2 separate regions of the Mus musculus genome follow, and region 2 is linked to region 1. Evidence: chromatin contacts called from public HiChIP or PLAC-seq data. All regions are on one chromosome and are shown on one strand. Each heading gives the region's core, a stretch centred on a gene start, on an enhancer-like site or on the middle of the called end of the contact. The rest is flanking DNA. Distances are from core to core; before and after follow the strand shown. Region 1 has its middle 110 kb from the start of Gm25622. Region 2 holds the start of Adam6b (a disintegrin and metallopeptidase domain 6B).

Region 1 (3,257 bases), core at 226-2,725:
AAGAATTGCAGAAGCCAAAGCTTTCAGAGGGCTTTGAAGTATCTTCCTGACAGCTTCTCCTTCCAGATATGCCAGATCTCTTTCCATGAGAAGTCCCTGCCTTTCTCTGTGACCCAGCAGTGACCATGACAGCCAATCTGAGCCACAAACATCCAGTCATCTCCTCTGCAGGGCTCCAGTCTCTCTAGAGTATTGTCTATCTCCCCACAGGCTTCCCACAGAGGCTGCCAAGCTCAAGCCCCATCTGCTAACCCCAGTTCTGCATGAACCCCACAGGTCAGTAGGGACCTTTCCCATCATCTATTGGTCAGTGCAGCCATTGAAGAGAAATAATTAAGCCTCTGTAGGTAGAGTTGACCTGGAGTGCTGGGTCTCTGCTATACCAGAGGCCTTGCCTGATCCTCTAAGGCTCCCCAACCAGTCCTTAGATCTTCACCGTTTGTCAGATATGGGCAGTGTCTCTGTACCCTGGTGTCGTCTCTGGCACTGCTCCCTTATGTGCCCATCACTGTCAGTGTGCTTCCAATGCTGCCTGCTGGGATTGGAGGGCAAAGGGCTCTCGCCTCAGGAGAGCCAGATGAACGGATAAATGAGCCAGTAGATGACGGAATGAGTGGGCCAGTGTGATGATGGCTCAGCAGATAAGGATGCTGAACTCCACTTCTAGGACCCACATGTTGAAGAGAGAGACCTGACTCTTGCAAGTTCTCTGATTTCTCTGTGTTCTATGGCTTGTACTCTCCCACCAACACACACACACACACAAATGCACACGCACACTTCAACAAATGAACAAACAAAAACAAACAAACACCTGAAATAGTGAATAGACAAATGACCATGTTGGGAGGCCAATGTTTCTCAGTATCTGCAACATCACTAGAGATCCTGGATGACACCTTCCCAAAGTCTGTCTACCTCAGCCTACTGAGAAAGTCTTCCTGGAAGGAATGTGGCCACAGGGAGGCTGTGTCCATATTCCTTTCTGGATTTTAGGCTTGATGTTTTCCATCACAGACCCCATCCACAAACCCCTGGGCAGCTCCAGGTAGCATAGGGTACCAAGGCTGGAGACCAATGGCCAGTTTTGGGGATAGAAGCTGCTTGATTTGATCCTGACAGCTTTTCTCCACATGGAAGATAAAAACTGTACAATGATATTTGTGGTACCACTCTAGCAAACCCTTCTATGCCAGGGTTCTCAAACCCTAACCCTGCTGCTTGAATTCATTTATACACAGCAACACAAAGGCATGCCTTCCACATGGCTCTCCTTGGGTGATAGAGGTGTCAACTACAATCCACGGCTCCACACATGCGATGATCTTGTGGCCCTGGAACCTCTGTAGGACGGTTGGTTAATGTTTTTCCCAGCACCAAAGCCACAGTCTGTAAGTCATCCTTGTCATGTGGGTTGCCGTGGTTGCCACGCTTCACAACTCTTTAACAGCCTCTTCACAGACGGCTTCTCAGCAGTAGCATCTGTTTCTAGCTGTGGTAACAAACAGGACACACGCTTGCCCACACCGAAAGCAAGGGCTCAGGCCTGCTCTGTGGCCCAGCAGACGCCATTCCTTCATCTTGAGGACTGAAGCTTCAATTTAGCAGAAACCAGGTCACAGTGTCCAGCTGGAAGGATGTCCAGTCCTCTAAATCTCTAGCTGTGGCTGTTCTGCCTATGCTGGGCTATGCTGGGTGTGACCTGGCTGAGTTTATCCTGTATAGCATACAAGGCCTCAAAAGAAAATTCGGGTGCTAGAAAGATGGCTGAGCAGTTAAGAGTATATGCTGCTTTTGCGAGGACTCCAAGTTTGGTTCTCTGTAACTGGCCAGATGGTTCACAGCCTCCGGGACTTCCAGCTTCAGGAATGAGATGCATTTTCAGACCTTCACTCGTGTACACGTACACACACACACACACACACACACACACACACACACACACACACACACACACACACACGCGCGCGCACGCACACGCACACGCGCACACACACACACACACACACACACACACACACACACACACACACACACGCGCACACATACACACACACACACACACCCCACCGAGAGAAGCAGAGAGATAGACAGAGATAGAATTGGTGGTTAAGGAAAGAAAATGATGTTTTGATTTTTGTTTTTTTTTGTTTTTTTTGTTATTGTAAGGTCCAAACACAACTTGTGGACCCAATGGCATTGGTAACCAGGACAAAAGGAGCCCTGTGAAATGTATATATTCTGTATCTATTCTTTGGATGTAAATAAGTACTTTCTCAGGATATACCTGCTCTAGGAACTTAAAAAAATAAGGTGCAAAGATTTGCTACAGGAAGAGAAAGCCCAGTGCAGGCAACATTAAAAAGGGGCTTTGGACAGCAAGGACCCAGCCCATGGGGTTCTAAGGGGGACAGGATCTCATCAAGGTATGATGGCCTCTGTTACATTCTGGGAAAGTATCTGGCCATGTTCATAAGGAATAGAATAGATTATCTGCTGGAGGAAATTTTAAGTCAGTACCACACTGAGGCTGTGGCATGGCTATGACTCATTTCTCATAAAGTGCTGTCTGGCAAGGATGGGAGCATGAACACCTTCAGCGATGCAGACAGAGAGGAAAAAAGATGTAGTCCTTAAAAAAATCATTACATTTGTGTGTGCAAGTGTGTGTGTGTGTGGTGTTGTGTTTATGTTGAATGTGTCTATGTATGATTGTGTGTGGGTGAATATGTGTGTGAGTGAATATGCGTGTGACTATGTGTATTGTGTGTGTGTTGTGTATAGATGTTTGTGTTGTGCTGTGTATGAATGTGTGTGTGTGTGTGTCTGTGTGTGTGTGGTGTGTATAGATGTTTGTGGTGTACTGTGTGGAATATGTGTGTGATTGTGTGTGGTGTGTGTGTGTGGTGTGTGTTCTGTGTGTGTATGTGTGTGCAGCGTGTATATGTGTGTTGTATTTATGTTGAATGTGTTTATGTGTAATTGTGTGCATGCACATGCCACGGTGCACACATAGAGGAGAACATTTGGGAATCAATTCATTTTCCTCTCTACCATATGCGTCCTGGTGATCAAATTCAGCTCCTGGATTTTCAGTGCACCTGGGCTTCTCCATCACCATTTCATACCCACTGAAGAGCTCCACACAGAGTGCCTTTTCCTCCTGAGCCGTTTTTGCAGTAGCTTTCTTTCTTGTTAGGGAATCTCACAATACTTGTAATGTATAAAACCAATCCCTATTCCCTCTCCTCCATTCC
Region 2 (3,257 bases), core at 238-2,737, 170 kb after region 1:
AAAGGGATCTGCAACCCTATAGGAGGAAAAACAATATGAACTAAGCAATACCTCCCCAGAGCTGTGACTCTAGTTGCATATGTAAAAGAGGATAGCCTAGTAGGCCATCAATGGGAGGAAAGGCTCTTGGTCTTACGAAGATCATCTGCCACAGTATAGGGGAATGCCAGGGCCAGGATGTAGGAGTGGGTGGGTTGGGGAGCAGGGCAGGGAGAGAGTATAGGAGGTTCCGGGGATAACATTTGAAAACTAAATGAAGAAAATATCTAATAAAATGCCTTAAGTTAATAATAATAATAATAATAATAATAATAATAATAATAATAATAATGATAATAACAATCCCAGTAGTCCTACAGAGTTTTCCCCTGCACACTTAGATGAGATATATATGTTTGAGAGGAAGTAAGTTGATCAACCCTCCAACCACCCATTTTTTTCTTCTATCTTATAAATACATGTTGCAGGGCAGCCTATCTTTGGGGCTGTAGACCTTGCTCACGTGTCTGAGCCAGGGCTTGTCATGAACTCCGGGTGATACCCATCTTTTAACTCTTTCATTAATGATTTCTTGGAGATAACTCAGAGGCTGCTTTTCCTTCTACAAAAGTAAGAGACGCGAAAGCACTGTTGATGAACCTGGAGTGTGTGGCAGTCTCTTCGACGTTCATACCGGCAGTCTACTGGTCTCACTGCTGAGAACCCATCAGCCTGATTGCTTGAAGAAATCCCAATAGTCAGGAAAGAAAGATACTAAAGGTTGGAGGGGGACAGCCACTTCGGCCTCAGACGGGGTCAGAGGTAATGTTCCCAAGAGATGGAATTTTTAAAAATTCTAGAGTTCACAGGTACCCAGATAGAATTCTCAGGTCTAATAATATTGGAAAAATAACAACACAATATTAACAGAAAGCTCCAAACTTTCGAGCAACACCCAAAAGGAAAAAAAAAAAACTCATTTGTAAATAGTTTAACCAAAACTCAAACAAAATATGATTAGAAGAAATAAAAACAATCATTTATAGCTAAAAGGCTAATATAGACAGTATTTACTACTAACGTTCAAACAAACAAACAAAACAAAACAAGAAATTAGAACAACTGTGAGAAACATGAGCCAAGATATAAAGAAATATTGACTCCTAGAAAGAGACCCAGAGTCACACTGGGAACCAAATACATTCACGTGGAAATGATATTTTGAACTTCAAAAAAAGAAAAGAAAGGATTGAGCCTGTCAGAGACACTCCTTGCTGCTTCTGACTTTTCTTGTCCAGGCACATTTATAGACATCCCTTTTGACAATATTTAACCTCAACCTCAGCTAACACATTCAGACTCAATTCCTGCCACACCCAGTGACTGTTACCTAACTCCAGTTGTCTGGGTAACCACTTAGGTTGGGAGCCTGAGGAGGTTTTTAGTCCTCTGTCAGTATTTTCTAGACCAGGCAGTGGCCACAGCAGAGGGATTTAGCTCCACCCAGGATGTTATCTCTGACCTGGGGCATGAGGCTAGTGGAAAGACCTGTGGTCCCCAGGGTCCTCCTCTTGCTATTTGCACTCTGGCTGCTCCTCCTGGTTCCAGTCTGGTGTTCTCAAGGCCATCCTACTTGGCGTTACATCTCATCGGAGGTGGTTATTCCTCGGAAGGAGATCTACCATACCAAAGGACTTCAAGCACAAAGACTGCTCTCATATAGCTTGCATTTTCGGGGCCAGAGACATATCATCCACCTGCGGAGAAAGACACTCATTTGGCCCAGACACTTGTTGCTGACAACTCAAGATGACCAAGGAGCCTTACAGATGGATTACCCCTTTTTTCCTGTAGATTGTTACTATATTGGCTACCTGGAGGGGATCCCACAATCCATGGTCACTGTGGATACTTGTTATGGGGGCCTGTCAGGGGTCATGAAGTTAGATGACCTTACCTATGAAATCAAACCCCTCAATGATTCACAGAGCTTTGAACACCTTGTTTCTCAGATAGTATCTGAGTCTGATGACACAGGGCCTATGAATGCATGGAAGCACTGGAGCCATAATACAGGTTCTCCCTCCTCCAGATTGGAATATGCAGATGGAGCTCCCAGAATATCTAGTAAGAACTACGCTACACATCCAGCTGCTATAAAAGGCCACTTTCAAGCAACCAATTCTGTATATAATTCTGCTGCAGGTGACAAACTTTCATCTACTGTTGGGTATTTGTTTCAAGTCATTAGTTTAATGGACACCTATCTGACCAATCTTCATATGCGGTACTATGTCTTTCTCATGACTGTGTACACCAATTCTGATCCATTTCGACTTGAGTTTGCAGTTCCAGGAGGGTCGGCTTATAATTACTATGTGTCAGTCTTTTATAATAAATTTAAGCCTGATGCAGGAGTTTTACTTAATAAGTATGGGCCACAAGATAACCAGGTTAATCCAGCTGAGAGGAGTATATGTTCTTCCTTAGCCCTAATTTGTATTGGTAAATATGATCGAAATCCTTTATTTTTATCTCCTATAATAACCAATCGTGTTGGAAGGAGTTTAGGCTTAAAATATGATGAGGGGTACTGTGTCTGCCAGAGAAGGAACACCTGCATTATGTTCAGACATCCTCAATTAACAGATGCTTTCAGCAATTGTTCCCTTGCAGAGATAAGCAACATACTTAATACTCCTGGTCTGATGCCATGTCTTTTCTATGACCGTCATGTTTATTATAATACATCATTGACTTATAAGTTTTGTGGAAACTTCAAAGTAGATAACGATGAGCAGTGTGACTGTGGCTCCCAAAAGGCATGTTATTCAGATCCCTGCTGTGGAAATGATTGCAGGTTAACACCTGGTAGCATTTGTGATAAAGAATTATGCTGTGCAAATTGCACTTACAGTCCTTCTGGGACACTCTGCAGACCTATCCAGAACATATGTGATCTTCCAGAGTACTGTAATGGGACTAAATACATTTGCCCAGATGACACTTATCTGCAAGATGGGACACCATGCTCAGAAGATGGTTACTGCTATAAAGGTAACTGCACTGATCGCAACATACAATGCATGGAAATCTTTGGTGTAAGTGCTAAGAATGCTAATATTAAGTGCTATGACATCAACAAACAACGGTTTCGATTTGGGCATTGTACTAGAGCAGAAGAAAGCCTCACATTCAATGCTTGTGCTGATCAGGACAAGCTGTGTGGAAGGTTGCAGTGTACCAATGTCACCAATCTTCCATATTTGCAAGAACAT

What was found. HiChIP or PLAC-seq counts read pairs in DNA pulled down with a chosen protein or histone mark.
Region 2: a contact with region 1 is called in a RAD21 HiChIP or PLAC-seq map of pro-B cells, with 3 times the contacts expected there. The contact joins the promoter of Adam6b here to the enhancer-like site in region 1. A contact is called at or near these places in 2 of 15 datasets of contacts at CTCF or cohesin (large pre-B cells and pro-B cells), 2 of 115 datasets of contacts at active chromatin or transcription factors (large pre-B cells and regulatory T cells) and 4 of 9 other capture datasets (adipose tissue, liver, macrophages and 1 more).

What each region holds. Positions count from the first base shown.
Region 1 is chr12:113,319,811-113,323,067 of GRCm38.p6, forward strand. It overlaps Igh. Among named protein-coding and RNA genes, the nearest start is that of Gm25622, 110 kb to the left of the region's middle. Within about 2 kb of position 1,476, at least 31 of the 459 cell types and tissues checked have an H3K27ac peak or open chromatin away from gene starts, as enhancers often do. A contact at or near this core is called in pro-B cells, where this site is marked.
Region 2 is chr12:113,488,078-113,491,334 of GRCm38.p6, forward strand. It overlaps Adam6b (a disintegrin and metallopeptidase domain 6B), which reads left to right and starts at 1,488. Exons shown (of 1, transcript NM_001009545.1): 1 at 1,488-3,257. The coding sequence starts at 1,488. It also overlaps Igh.